3 separate regions of the Ovis aries genome follow, and regions 1 and 2 are each linked to region 3. A link is a contact called in public Hi-C data. All regions are on one chromosome and are shown on one strand. The core of a region is the stretch at or near the end of the contact, and the rest is flanking DNA. Distances in the headings are between cores, read along the strand shown. Region 1 holds the start of NANS (N-acetylneuraminate synthase). Region 2 holds the start of TRMO (tRNA methyltransferase O). Region 3 holds the start of TBC1D2 (TBC1 domain family member 2).

Evidence for each region. Hi-C and Micro-C count contacts between places; a contact is called where the count stands out from the background.
Region 1: a contact with region 3 is called in a Hi-C map of liver, with 5 times the contacts expected there. The contact joins the promoter of NANS here to the promoter of TBC1D2 in region 3. A contact is called at or near these places in 9 of 16 Hi-C or Micro-C datasets (blood, liver, mesenteric adipose tissue and 3 more).
Region 2: a contact with region 3 is called in a Hi-C map of tail adipose tissue, with 4 times the contacts expected there. The contact joins the promoter of TRMO here to the promoter of TBC1D2 in region 3. A contact is called at or near these places in 7 of 16 Hi-C or Micro-C datasets (blood, liver, mixed tissues and 3 more).

Annotation. Positions count from the first base shown.
Region 1 is chr2:49,681,628-49,686,057 of ARS-UI_Ramb_v3.0, reverse strand. It overlaps NANS (N-acetylneuraminate synthase), which reads left to right and starts at 2,922. Exons shown (of 6, transcript XM_004005271.5): 1 at 2,922-3,129. The coding sequence starts at 2,998.
Region 2 is chr2:49,772,533-49,777,160 of ARS-UI_Ramb_v3.0, reverse strand. It overlaps TRMO (tRNA methyltransferase O), which reads right to left and starts at 2,749. Exons shown (of 5, transcript XM_042243215.1): 1 at 2,623-2,749; 2 at 362-536. The coding sequence starts at 2,698.
Region 3 is chr2:49,516,825-49,521,014 of ARS-UI_Ramb_v3.0, reverse strand. TBC1D2 (TBC1 domain family member 2) reads right to left here and starts at 2,058. Exons shown (of 13, transcript XM_004004228.5): 1 at 1,662-2,058. The coding sequence starts at 2,036.

The sequences.
Region 1 (4,430 bases), core at 1,673-4,172, 160 kb before region 3:
TTAAAAAATATAAAGTTGTATCTATTTATGTGTGGCTGTGCTGGGTCTTCACTGCTGTGCAGGCTTTTCTCTAATTGCAGCGAGTGGGCTTCTCATGGCAGTGGCTTCTCTTGTTGCAGAACACAGCATCTAGGGTGCATGGACTTCAGTAGCTTTGGATCATGGGCTCAGGAGCTGTGGTTCCTGGGCTGTAGAGCACAGGCTCAGGAGTTGTGGCCTATGGGCTTAGTTGCTCCGAGGAATGTGGGATCTGCCCAGACCAGGGATGGAACCTGTGTCTCCTGCACTGGCAGGCAGATTCATTACCACTGAGCTACCAGGAAGCCCCTTCCGTCTCTTTTAACAACTGAACTTTTTCAAGAAAAGATCCATTTTGCCTCCTCTGTTTTTCCATCATCCCTTGGCCACCAAATCTGTTTTCTCTAGCATTCCCCCTGCTCCCATGTTCCCCACCGAGTTCTTGCTCCTCATTCTCATGCACTGCTCTGGGCCTTCAGCTCTGTGGGTCTCTCCTCAGGACACACCCTGCTTCTCTGTCCTTTCAGGGCAGCTGCACAAGGCTCAGTCCTCCACTGCTCAGTCCTCTGTACACTCTCTCCTTCAGGAGTCTACCTAGTCAGTCTTTCCTCACTCAGAATGGCTTCTGGATTTCTATCTCCAGCCCAGACCCACACTGAGCCTCAGAACTGCCTCTCCTCCTACCTAATGAACAGTTTCACCTGTATATTTATTTTTTAATATTTATTTACTTTGTCTATGCCTCGTGGGACCTTCAATCTTCTGTTGAAGCATGTGGGATCTTTAGTTGCAGTGTGTGGGATCTAGTTCCCTAACCAGGAATTGAACCTGGGGCCCCTGCATTAGAAGCCTGGTCTTAGCCACTGGACCACCAGGGAAGTCCCTCACCTGCATATTTATACCAAGTGTCCCAAACCTACCCTTCTCCCTTCCATCCAGAAGTGCCTCTTCCTCTCCCTTCCGTTGTTGTTACTTTGCTCATTAGTTCTGGAAGTCAAGCAGAGAATCAAGTTTGCTTTTTCCTTCAAACTTATTTCTCAGTTTTGTTGCAACTCAGTATAGGGTATTGCAATAAGTGAACCATGAACTTCCAGATGTTCAAGCTGGTTTTAGAAAAGGCAGAGGAACCAGAGATCAAATTGCCAACATCTGCTGGATCATTGAAAAAGCTAGAGTTCCAGAAAAACATCTGTTTCTGCTTTATTGACTATGCCAAAGCCTTTGACTATGTGGATCACAATAAACTGGAAAATTCTGAAAGAGATGGGAATACAGACCACCTGACCTGCCTCTTGAGAAACTTATATGCAGGTCAGAAAGCAACAGTTAGAACTGGACATGGAACTACAGACTGGTTCCAAATAGGAAAAGGAGTACGTCAAGGCTGTATATTGTCACCCTGCTTATTTAACTTATATGCAGGGTACATCATGAGAAATGCTGGGCTGGAAGAAACACAAGCTGGAATCAAGATTGCCGGGAGAAATATCAATAACCTCAGATATGCAGATGACACCACCCTTATGGCAGAAAGTGAAGAGGAACTCGAAAGCCTCTTGATGAAAGTGAAAGAGGAGAGTGAAAAAGTTGGCTTAAAGCTCAACATTCAGAAAACTAAGATCATGGCATCTGGTCCCATCACTTCATGGGAAATAGATGGGGAAACAGTGGAAACAGTGTCAGACTTTATTTAGGGGGTCTCCAAAATCACTGCAGATGGTGACTGTAGCCATGAAATTAGAAGATGCTTACTCCTTGGAAGGAAAGTTATGACCAACCTAGATAGCATATTCAAAGCAGAGACATTACTTGCGAACAAAGGTCTGTCTAGTCAAGGCTATGGTTTTTCCAGTGGTCATGTATGGATGTGAGAGTTGGACTGTGAAGAAAGCTGGGCGCCAAAGAATTGATGCTTTTGAAGTGTGGTGTTGGAGAAGACTCTTGAGAGTCCCTTGGACTGCAAGGAGATCCAACCAGTCCATCCTAAAGGAGATCAGCCCTGGGTGTTCATTGGAAAGACTGATGCTGAAGCTGAAACTTCAATACTTTGGCCACCTGATGTGAAGAGTTGACTCATTGGAAAAGACCCTGATGCTGGGAGAGATTGGGGGCAGGAGGAGACGGGGACGACCGAGGATGAGATGGCTGGATGGCATCACCGACTCAATGGACATGAGTTTGGGTAGACTCCGGGAGTTGGTGATGGACAGGGAGCCTGCGATTCATGGGGTCGCAAGGAGTCGGACACGACTGAGCGACTGAACTGACAGAGTATTGCAAGAGCCCTAGGCTGGAAGGCAATCCAGGGTCCTAGTCCCAGCTCCACCGCGGCTTTCTGGATAGCTTGTGGACAAGTCAGTGAACTTTTTGAACTTGTTGCCTCTCATATAATAGGACCAGCAACCACTTATCAAAAGCTTACAGTCCAAGTACTGTGATCACGGTGATCTATACGCTATGTCACGAACCTTAGGATGTAGAGTCTATAATTTTTCCAGTTCAGAGAAAGAGGAAAATAAAGCTCAGAAGGGTAAGGTATTCATGATCAAGAGCAGGGGTGGGCGCCAACCAGCTCTGTAATTATAACTCCAGAATTCATTCTTTCCATCACACCGTAGGGCGCATTCTCTTCACGCCCAAGGAAGCCAGCCTTCAGCCTCCTTAGGGAAATGTTTGCTCACCGATGCACGCACCCTACGACCGTCAGAGGTTACGCTCTCGGCTGTAAGCCATACTCCAAGCTCCAGGCAAGGCTGCTGGACTTCCTCTTTCCGCCGCACCGCTCTCCTAGAGGGTGGCTCCGCCCCCTAATCTGATTGGCTGTCGGGAGCGAGGCCGTGCTTGGGGGTTGGCTGCCCGGCGGGCAAGGACTGACGTGGCGGGGCCGGTGTGTGGGTCCCGCTGGGCTGCGGACCTAACCCACCGAGGAGGTGGCGGGCCCCTGACTGCTGGTGCAGCAGGGAAGCGTGAGCTGCCACCATGCCGCTGGAGCTGGAGCTGTGTCCTGGGCGCTGGGTGGGCGGGCAGCATCCATGTTTTATCATTGCCGAGATCGGCCAGAACCACCAGGGCGATCTGGACGTGGCCAAGCGCATGATCCTCATGGCTAAGGTGAGGGGGACAGTCTAGACAACTCGGGCACTAGCCCGGGGGCGGGGGGCGGGGTAGGGAAGGGCCTGGAGGAAGAGCGGCCTGGACAGGGGTGGGGCGGGGCTGCGGAGAGCCCGAATCATCCTCGCTCTGCCTCTCGGTGCCCTGCATCCGGCCTGGCGTCCAGCTCTCCAGGTTCACTTCCAAATGTTTCGAATCCTGTTCTTCATCTCTTTGCCACCCTCCTGATTTGTTTGCATTACTACAATTGCCCCCTAACCCGACCTCTCTCCCCCCTTTCTGGTGGCAGAATGATCTTTCTGAAACACAGATTCGATGAGCCTTCAGTGGCTATGCACTGCCACTGTAGAGTCGAAACCCTTTAATAAAGTCTTCAAGACTTTAATGACCTGACCTCTTTCAGCCTATCATTTTTTAAATCTCTGACATTTTCTGCGACAGTGAATTACTTCAAGGAAGTTCCTGAAAGTTGCCGTTGTCTCTCTCATTCCTTGTAATTACTTCATAGAATTTTGAGAATAAAGTAAAGATGTAAAACTGTTAGTACAGTACTTGGCAAATAGGACTCAATGCATGTTAGCTACTAGAGATACGATGTTAATGAACGCTCATGCCCCCTCTTCTCTTGGATGCTCTCTCCAACTCCTCCTTTCAGAGTTGGGTTCTTGTAATTTTTCCCATGGGATTGCATTGTCAGGGTCTGTTTAAACTCTCTTTGTTAAACTGTGAGTGCTCTGAAGGGGGGACCTGTCACATTCTTCATTGTAAACCCAGTCCCCAGCATAAGATCTGCACTGTGATTCCTTGGTTTAGAGGTAGTTCACTAAATCTTTTTTTCCTTTCACTTCTCTTCAGCCAGAGCTGTTCTGTCATTCGTAATTAGGTTTTCTTTTACTCTTTCAGGACTAACTCTGCTTTTATGGAACCCTACAGAATCATAAAGATACTTTATTTGGGGACTTCACTGGCAGTCCAGTGGTTAAGACTCTGCTTCTACTGTAGGGGATGTGGATTTGATCCCTGGTTGGAAAACTAAGATCCTGGGTGCCACGTGGCCAAAAAAAGAAATACTTTTATTTAAAATTTTTATTTATTTTTTCATTGAAGTATAATTGATTTGCAATAGTATTAGTTTCAGGTATAGAACATAGTGATTCAATATTTTTATAGATTATACTCCTCCATTTAAAGTTATTGTAAAACAATAGTTGTATTTCCCTCTCCTGTACAGTATATCCTCGTTGCTCATTTATTTTATACATAGTAGATGGTACTTCTCAATCCCACACCCCTTTCTTGCC
Region 2 (4,628 bases), core at 1,500-3,999, 260 kb before region 3:
GTTCCCATAAACTTACTGACAAAAACAGAAGATGAGATGGGTTTGCTCCATGGGCCATAGCTTGCTGACCCCTGGTCTAGAAGAGAGAATAATGACCCATGGGCAGAACTGAGGTCTACAGATTTCAGCTCAACAGAAGTCATCCATCACAATTAGAACAACTGCAAATGGAGTGTGCCCCCTCAGGATCCCACACTTCCCTGAGGGTGTCCAAGTCATGCCAACATTCACATTCATGCCTATGAATCCCATGCAATAGATAAGGGTGGTCTGGATGGCAGTCTCCAAGGGTACTTCCAACTGGAGTACTCAGAGACAAGTTCCGGTCCAGAGTACCATTTCTAACTAAAAAACAACTTACCAAACATGAGAAAACTGTTCTAAGCCCATCAAGGAATGTTCAGGATTATTAAAGATGCTTTTTCTAATCCTCAAACAAGCCCGTGAATGGCTACAAATGGATGGCTGCCTTGGAGTACCATTCTTGGCTGAGAAACAGGATTCCAAGTAACCAATTGGCTCCGTTAAAAGATTCCCTACAGAAGAAAATTAGGTAAGAAATCATTAATCAAAAGGTCAAGTAGAATGAAATAATGCCATTTGCAGTAACACAGACAGACCTAGGGGCTTCCCTGGTAGCTCAGCCAGTAAAGAATCCCCCTGCAATGCAGGAGACCCTGGTTTGATTCCTGGTTTGGGAAGATTCTCTGGAGAAGGGATAGGCTACCCATTCCAGTATTCTTGGGCTTCCCTGGTAGCTCAGAAGGTAAAGAATCCACCTGCAATGAGCGAGATCTGGGTTCAAACCATGGGTTGGGAAGATCCCCCAGAGGAGCCCATGGTAACCCACTCCAGTATCCGTGTCTGGAGATCCCCATGGACAGAGAGCCTGGCCAGCTACAGTCCATGGGGTGGCAAAGAGCTGGACATGACTGAGCGACTCAGCACAGCACAGCACAGCACAGACAGACCTAGAGATTATCATGCTAAGTAAACCAGACTTCATGCTAAGTGAGAAAGCCAAATACATGATATTGCTTATAGGTGGAATCTAAAAAAAAGATAAAAACAAACTTATTTACAAAACAAATAGACTCACAGACACAGAAAACAAATTTACGGTTACCAAAAGGGGAAGAGGAGGATAAAGTAGGAGTTTGGGCTTAACATATACACACTATTTTACATAAAACAGCCAAAAATGACCTACTGTACAGCCTGGAAAACTATACTCAATATCTTATAACCTATAATGGTTATTATAAAGAGAATATATAAAAAGAATACACACATACATATAACTGAATCAGTTTGCTGTACACCTGAAACTAATACATTATATATCTACTATATTTCAATGAAAAATTTTAAAAATAAAATATAATAGAAAAATTATTTAAAGAGAAGTCACAATTTCCTACAAAATAGTGTTAACACAATGTATTAAAACCCACCATGATTATTTTTCTTTTCCAAGCAGGCAAAAATAACAACAAAAAAAAGGTCAAGAAAAGATGTAGGAAGACGTGTTTTCTTTAACCCAATGACTTCATAGTTTTAAAATCTACCAGATATTTCCTACATGCGTGTATGCTCAGTCTTGTCCAACTTTGTGACACCCCAGACTATAGCTGTCCAACTTTGTGATGCCCCAGACTATAGTTGGCCAGGCTTCTCTGTCCGTGGAATTTTCCAGGCAAGAATACTGGAGTGGGTTGCCATTTCGTACTCCAGGGGATCTTCCTGACCCAGGGATCCAATCTGCGTCTCCTGCCTTGGCAGGTGTATTCTTTACCACTGAGCCACCAGGGAAGCCTCTACCCGATGTTCAGTTCAGTTCAGTCACTCAGTCATGTCCGACTCTTTGCAACCCCATGGACCAACAGCACACCAGATGTTACGCAACTATAAAACAAGACTCTTAAAACATTCATCAGTTCAGTTCAGTTCAGTCACTCAGCCGTGTCTGACATTCATAAGTACATATAAATATCCTCATCATTACATATGCATTGTTATATCCTTTTAGATAATAAACTGGAAAGGACATGGGTGAAAGGAAAAATTCATGTTTAGAAGACTTACTATAATTCAAATTCTATGCTACCATAACTATGTATGCGACCTTGGTCAGGACTATGGAGTATTTCAAATAGAGAGAATAAGGTGCACAAAGTTAAATGACAAATTTTCTAGCATAAGAAGGGAACAAAACAGTTTGATGGAGTGTGAAATACAAGGCAAAGAATAAAAGATAAGGACACGGGTTGCATATAAGATGCTTTTAATGGAAAACAACACAATACATGAAACGAACTAGTTTTAAGCAATAAAGGGAGTGCCTGGGGTCACAGTACACAGTAGTTCTTAGTGCACGTGGCTGTTCCGCCAAGACCTTGCCAACCTTAGCCACCAAAGAGCAAAGAGATGACATCATCCCGCTCACCTCAGACACATCACGTGGTCGCCTGAGCACATGATCCATAACTTCGCAATAAATACGAAAAAACGACCCTGGTCTATTCAAGGTCTCGCAAGTCCCGTCCCCCCTCTGCAGTGAAAACGGTTCCCTGTTCCTGGAGGTCTTAACGCGCGCAGAACCGCCAGCCTCTTAGAAGTTACCTGTCTCCAGAGCCGGCTTCACACACCCGCACGGGGTCGCTGTGGCGCGAGGCCCGGACTCTTTCAAGTCGCGCATGGCTACGGGTCACACAGGAGCCCACCCAACGCGTTCAAACCTTCCGCTTCCGGTTTCCCTACCTGGCGCCTGCGTAGTAGCTGTGCCGGCGGATGGCGCCAAGATTGAGCACGCGCAGGGCGGGGGCGTTAGGGGATTGAGGCTGCGGGCGGGGGATGTCAGAGGCTACCACTAGGTGGCGGTTAGAGGTTGGAGGCCTTATTCCGCTTCTGCATCTGTCTTGTGCTGTCTCTCACGGACCCGCTTCAGTTTTAGGGTACAAGTTACCGCCCTTTCGGCCTTCCCTGGTGGCTCAGAGGATAGAGCATCTGCCTGCAATGCAGGAGACCCCGGTTCGATCCCTGGGTTGGGAAGATTCCCCTGGAGAAGGAAATGGCAACCCACTCCAGTATTCTTGCCTGGAGAGTCCCATGGACTAAGGAGCCTGGCGGGCTACAGTCCGCGGGGTGGCAAAGAGTCGGACACGACTGAACGACTTCACTTCACTTATCGCCCTTTCCATTGAGAACAAGTTGATGAAGGTTTATGCATAAAGATACTGGAAATAATAAGCAACCTACTCATCCAACGCATGATGCTAATTTTTAAATAAAAAGAATATGTATATACAGTTATCACATAGCGAGATGACGGGATGTTAAGAAAACGTTAATACTTCTTGAGTAGTGGGAATACACAGATGGTCGTTTATACTTCTCTGTATGCTCCCAATTTTTCCATAATAAAAAGGATGTTTAGTCAGAAAAGAAACCCAAATAAACCTCGTTTCAAATCTAATGGATGTGTAGCTCTACACCAGACTAGGTAGAGATAAGAAGTGGGGACTATTCCTTGTGCTCCATACCTCACGAGAACTGAAGTGAGAATGAAACTGAGTCAACGGCCATATACATTGGGATTGTAGTGGTTGTTTGGGGGAAGCTCTAAAAAGTTGAGGGCCTACAAGAATCAGTTTTCAGCACCTGCAATACCAGTTACCCCTGCAGCGCTAGCCTGGCCTCTCACGTGTGTGCGTGTGTTAGTCGCTCAGTTGTGTCCGACTCTGTGACCTCATGGACTGTAGCCCGACAGGCTCTTCTGCCTATGGAATTCTCCAGGCAAGAATGCTGGAGTGGGTAGCCATTCCCTTCTCTAGGTCATCTTCCCCACCCAGGTACTGAACCCAGGTCTCCTGCATTGCAGGCAGATTCTTAACCATCTAAGCCACCAAGGCCTCTTACCTACTTACTTGTAACCTCGTCTCCCACCTGTATATTTATAAAGTTTCTCTGTATACTTAATTCTGCTTCTGAGTTTTTTATCCTATTTTTTCTTGGGCTAGGGGAGGGAGAGAGACATATTGCTTGCAAAACAAATTATTCAAGATCGTAAAACTCCACAGATTTAAAAGTTTAACAACCATGAAAAGCTGATCCTAAACATGTTCATTTGTCATTAACTAATAGACCACCATCAGAAAATAACCATCAGAAGGAGTCAAAGATTTAAAGAGAGGATTGTGGGTTTTAAAACAAAAACTTTTAAAAGTGATAAAGTTCATAACCCTACATGTCCTCTGATAGGTTTTTTCCACGTGAAATTTGAAAAAGAATACCTTTATTCTGTTTTCATGAGGGAACAGTTCTGGGCAGCTATGAAACAAAAGTAAGTTGAGAACTGTTGAGCTCTTTGCACGATGTAAAACTGGGGCCGTAATGGCTGCAATTTTCCACTAGATGGGGGTGTTGCTAAAAGTGATAGTCGCTTTGTGGCCCAAAAGAGGTATTTGCCTTCTTGGCCTTAGATATCATATACAATGAAAGTCACGCCAAAAATACGATACCAAGTGTGACATGTTCTGAAATGCATAGCAGACTTGGAGACACTGATGAAGTAGATTGTTACTTGATTTAAAGGAAAAAGTTCTCTTTATGGAAAGCAGGAACTTAAA
Region 3 (4,190 bases), core at 809-3,308:
TGCAGAAGGCTGGGGGGTCCATGAAAGGGGCTCTCAGCCTGCCATGGAGGGATCAAATCAGATAAAACGCTGCCTACCATTCTCTTTCTATATATCAGCGCTTTCCCTGAGAGACCTTAGCTACTTTCAGGGCTTCACCATGACCTTGTGCTCACAAACTCCCACTCACACCCAAACATCCCATTTTATTAATTCTCTGGATATGTGTATATTGAGCATCTATGGTATGTGTCAGGGACTGTGGTAGGCAATGGAGATACTGGTGAGCCCACACGGCCCTTCTCCTCTTGAAACTTAAGAATCTATCAAGGGGACATAGACTGCATGTCCTGTTGTTTCCTCATCTGGGGTTCCCTCCCGTCAGTGACTGGCCCAACCAGGCAGTCAGCCAGTTACAAAAGCCATCCTTGACTCCTCTCTCATATCCATAGCCACCTGCATAAGTCTCCTTCCCCGATGCCCCAGCTCGGCCATCGTTTTCTCCTGATGGACTCTCCCCCACCCGCCACTGCAGCCTGATCACAAGACTGGCCTAGTCATTAAAGTGCAACTAAAAGCTGTGAGCTATATCCAGGGGCTCAATAGATTCTCCATAGGCAGGAAGTGGGGGTGGGAGAGAAGCAATCCACTGGCACACTGCTCTCTGAGTGTGAATTCCAGAACTCCTAGCCCACACCAATCTTTCTTTCTAGTTAAGTTCTAGGCACTTTCACTTGACAAGAACTTTCTGACCTTGGTTCTGTCAGTTTGTGTGTTCAGTCAACAAATATGTATTGCGCCCCCACTAGATGCCAGCAGTAGTCTAGGCTGAGATTAATTCAGTAACTTGCAGGGGCCTGTGATGTGCCAGGTGCTTACATACCTTGTTTTAGTCTCACAAACTATCTAGGTACTAAGAGGTTAACTTGCCCAGAGCCACACAGTTAGTAAGTAGCTGATGCAGAATTTGAATCCAAGCCTGTCTGATTTCAAAGCACATGGTCTTTGCAATGCTTCAGGCTTTTCCAGTTAAATATGATAATAAAACAGAACTTACTGATGAGAAAATAGGTTTGAATATGCTTCAATGACCAATGTAGGTTGATCAGTGGAACCTAAGTATTTATCTCCCAATCTCTGCCAATGTTTTCTCAGCATTCACTCCCCTTGGCTACAACATCAAGAAAAGTAATTCAGAATCCAGGCCTTGAAAGAGGATTGCAAAGCTCGTATCTTGACTGTACTTCAGCCCTAAGTATGGAAGTTATGGTAACTGCCTAGTTTTTTGTTGTTAAGCTGGTTAAGTCTTGTCTCACTGTTTTGGAACCCAATGGACTGTATCCTAAAAGTGTTGATAGGGTAGTGAGAGGTAGGAAAGCTATGAGATTCCAAGTGTGGGCTACACTACTTTTTAGTGGTGTGACTCAAACCAGTCCCTTTACCCCTTTATGACTCAGTTTTTTGATCCGTAATATAGGTCCATCATCCCGGCCTTTACTGCAGGAACCTAATGAGGAAATGGGTGTGAATGTGCTTTGAAAAGCACAAAATCCTGGGCACCCAGGGTTCACTGAGGTGATCGGGGTCGGTGATTATGATAAGTTTATTGTGAGCACCCACCCGTGCTCGGCGGTGCCCTGGATCCCATCCCGGCCAAAAAGGGGAAAAAGTGCTCCATTTACCTTCAAGGTAATTATCCGGTTGGGAGTCTTGATTTCGAAAGTCCCCTCCTCGGCGTCCGCCTTGCAGTCAAAGACCGCACTGGAGAGGTCGATGCTGTCCAACGGATTCGCATCCTGCGCGGTCCGCGAATAATACAGGTGACATTTCCTCTCGTCGAAGAAGAACCAGCGGGACTTCCAGCCCCGGATGGGCCCCTTGCCACCAAACTTACTTAAATATCCACAGAGTTTTGGGGGGGCCGCCTCCAGGGGCCGGGTGCAGCCCTCCGACTCCTCAGAAAGCGACACCTCGGGGACCTTGGCCAAGCCAGCAGGCTCTTCGGACCACTGGACGGAGGAACCAGACTCCGCGGTGTTCTCCTGCGCGTCCTCCATCGCAGAGGGACTGGAGGTTAGTGGCCCAACCCAAGTCAAATCTTGAAAACTCAGGTGATAACCTTCCAAGAGGGAGTGATCCGACGGGGGCGGGGCCAGTGGTGACCCGCCTCCAGGAGACGACGGAGGGACTCGGTTGGCTGCAGCTTGTGAGCCTCATAGATCGAAAGCCCAGTGGGGACGGATGGCCACGCCCATTCGGGCCTCGGCCTTCACGACACGCCCCGGCCCGCCCTCTGCCGGCTCCTCCTTACCCGCCTACTTCAGGCTTTTCCTCGTTGCCTGTCCGCCATCTTTACTGGGGGCAGCTTCCGGCATGAGGCGGTCCACAGGTTGAAGGCGTGGTGTCTCTGAATTAGTTAACCCGCGGAAGGGAAACTGAAAGAGACGCGGGCCCTCCGATACACTGCTCTGGTAACTCGCGTAATGACGTGGAGGGGTGGTCCTTTCTCGCTCCTCATGGGCCTCCCGCCTTTTCTCCCCAGGTACCGCTCCGGTCACCGTCGGACGGCGGACCGCGCGGCCATTGGCTGAAAGGGACGCCCTGCTCAGTGTCTCCACATCCGGCACTGCTCACGGCGTGTGGGGCTCGTAGGCTGATTACCCGCGGCTGTTTATTCGTGACTCACTCCTGACCGCGGCGGCCTTTCCCCACTCTGTCCCAGCCTCCTTTTCTGTCTGCTTGCGTTACCTGGGTCTGGCTGCTGCCCTGACAGAACCCGGTGCCTGACGAGGGTTGGACTCAGCAAATTGTGTACACAGACAAATGTGTACCTAGGCCCTGACTAACTCGCTCAACTTCATGTCTCATTCTACCACTTGACCTTAAGTTTTTCCCCTTCCCTCCTGCCTTAGGCGCATCCCTCCATTTGGGCTGTAGAGCCCATTTCTGTCCACCTCTTTCGAGCCATCACGGTGTCCTAGACCTTTCTTAGCTCCTCTTTCTCTGCAGTCCTTAACAAAATTCTCATTTTTCCGGGTAAATTATGCTCAGAGACTGAGATTGTCTTTGCCAGTACAGTAATTTTTTTAAATAGAGGCTCACTGCAGAAATTAAAATTTATAATAACAGTATTTCCCAGGTCACTAGTATACCGGGTAATGTCTCTTAATAAACTAATGAAGAAGTAACATCCTGAACTGTAAAACTGTAAAAGGGCCGAAAGGTTAAAACTGTTTTGGTAGATGATTTCTAAAACTGTTTTTCCTGTCTTCCCCTTGCATTGCTGGGAACTAAGTTTGCATTTTTTGTTACTGATTAATGCTGGCGGGCCTTCTTGCTAGTTTTGCTTGTTCCTTTTAACCCCAGTCTCAAGACTTTCCTTAAATACTCTTGGTTTCTCCCCAGAAGGCAGGACGGTAATTTTCAGGAAGTTAGTCTGCTACTGTCCTCATTTGCTGTCAAATCAATAAATTTCGTTTTCCTTTATCCTCAGAACCTTCTCATTATCCTCAGTCTGCATTGGGAAGGAGGACCGAATTTTCAGTTACAAAATCAGTAATATGTTAATTACACTGTTGTTCCAGCCAAAGCGGGGAATGAAAGCAATAAAATCCAAATTTAGTTCAGGTGTACCTTTCTATGAGTTGGTTCCTGGTATGGTTAGTAATTCCTTCCAGTTGGGTATCAGGCTTAGGGCCCATTACCAGCGTTGGTAGAGGTTGCTCCAGAGGTTATTCCTCCAGGGACCCTTACATGTCTTGTGCCACTGCCTACAAGGACTAGCACTGCCAGGTTAGGAAGAGATTTCCCTTCTTTTCTGATTCAGTTCAGTTTAGTCACTCAGTTGTGTCTGACTCTTTGTGACCCCATGAACCACAATATGCCAGGCCTCCCTGTCCGTCACCAACTCCTGGAGTTCACCCAAACTCATGTCCATTGAGTTGGTGATGCCATCCAGCCATCTCATCCTCTGTCGTCCCTTTCTCCTCCTGCCCTCAATCTTTCCCAGCATCAGGGTCTTTTCAGATGGGTCAACTTTTCACATCAGGTGGCCAAAGTATTGGAGTTTCAGCTTCAACATCAGTTCTTCCAATGAACACCCAGGACTGATCTCCTTTAGGATGGACTGGTTGGATCTCCTTGCTGTCCAAGGGACTCTCAAGAGTCTTCTCCAACACCACAGTTCAAAAGCATCAATTCTTCGGCGCTCT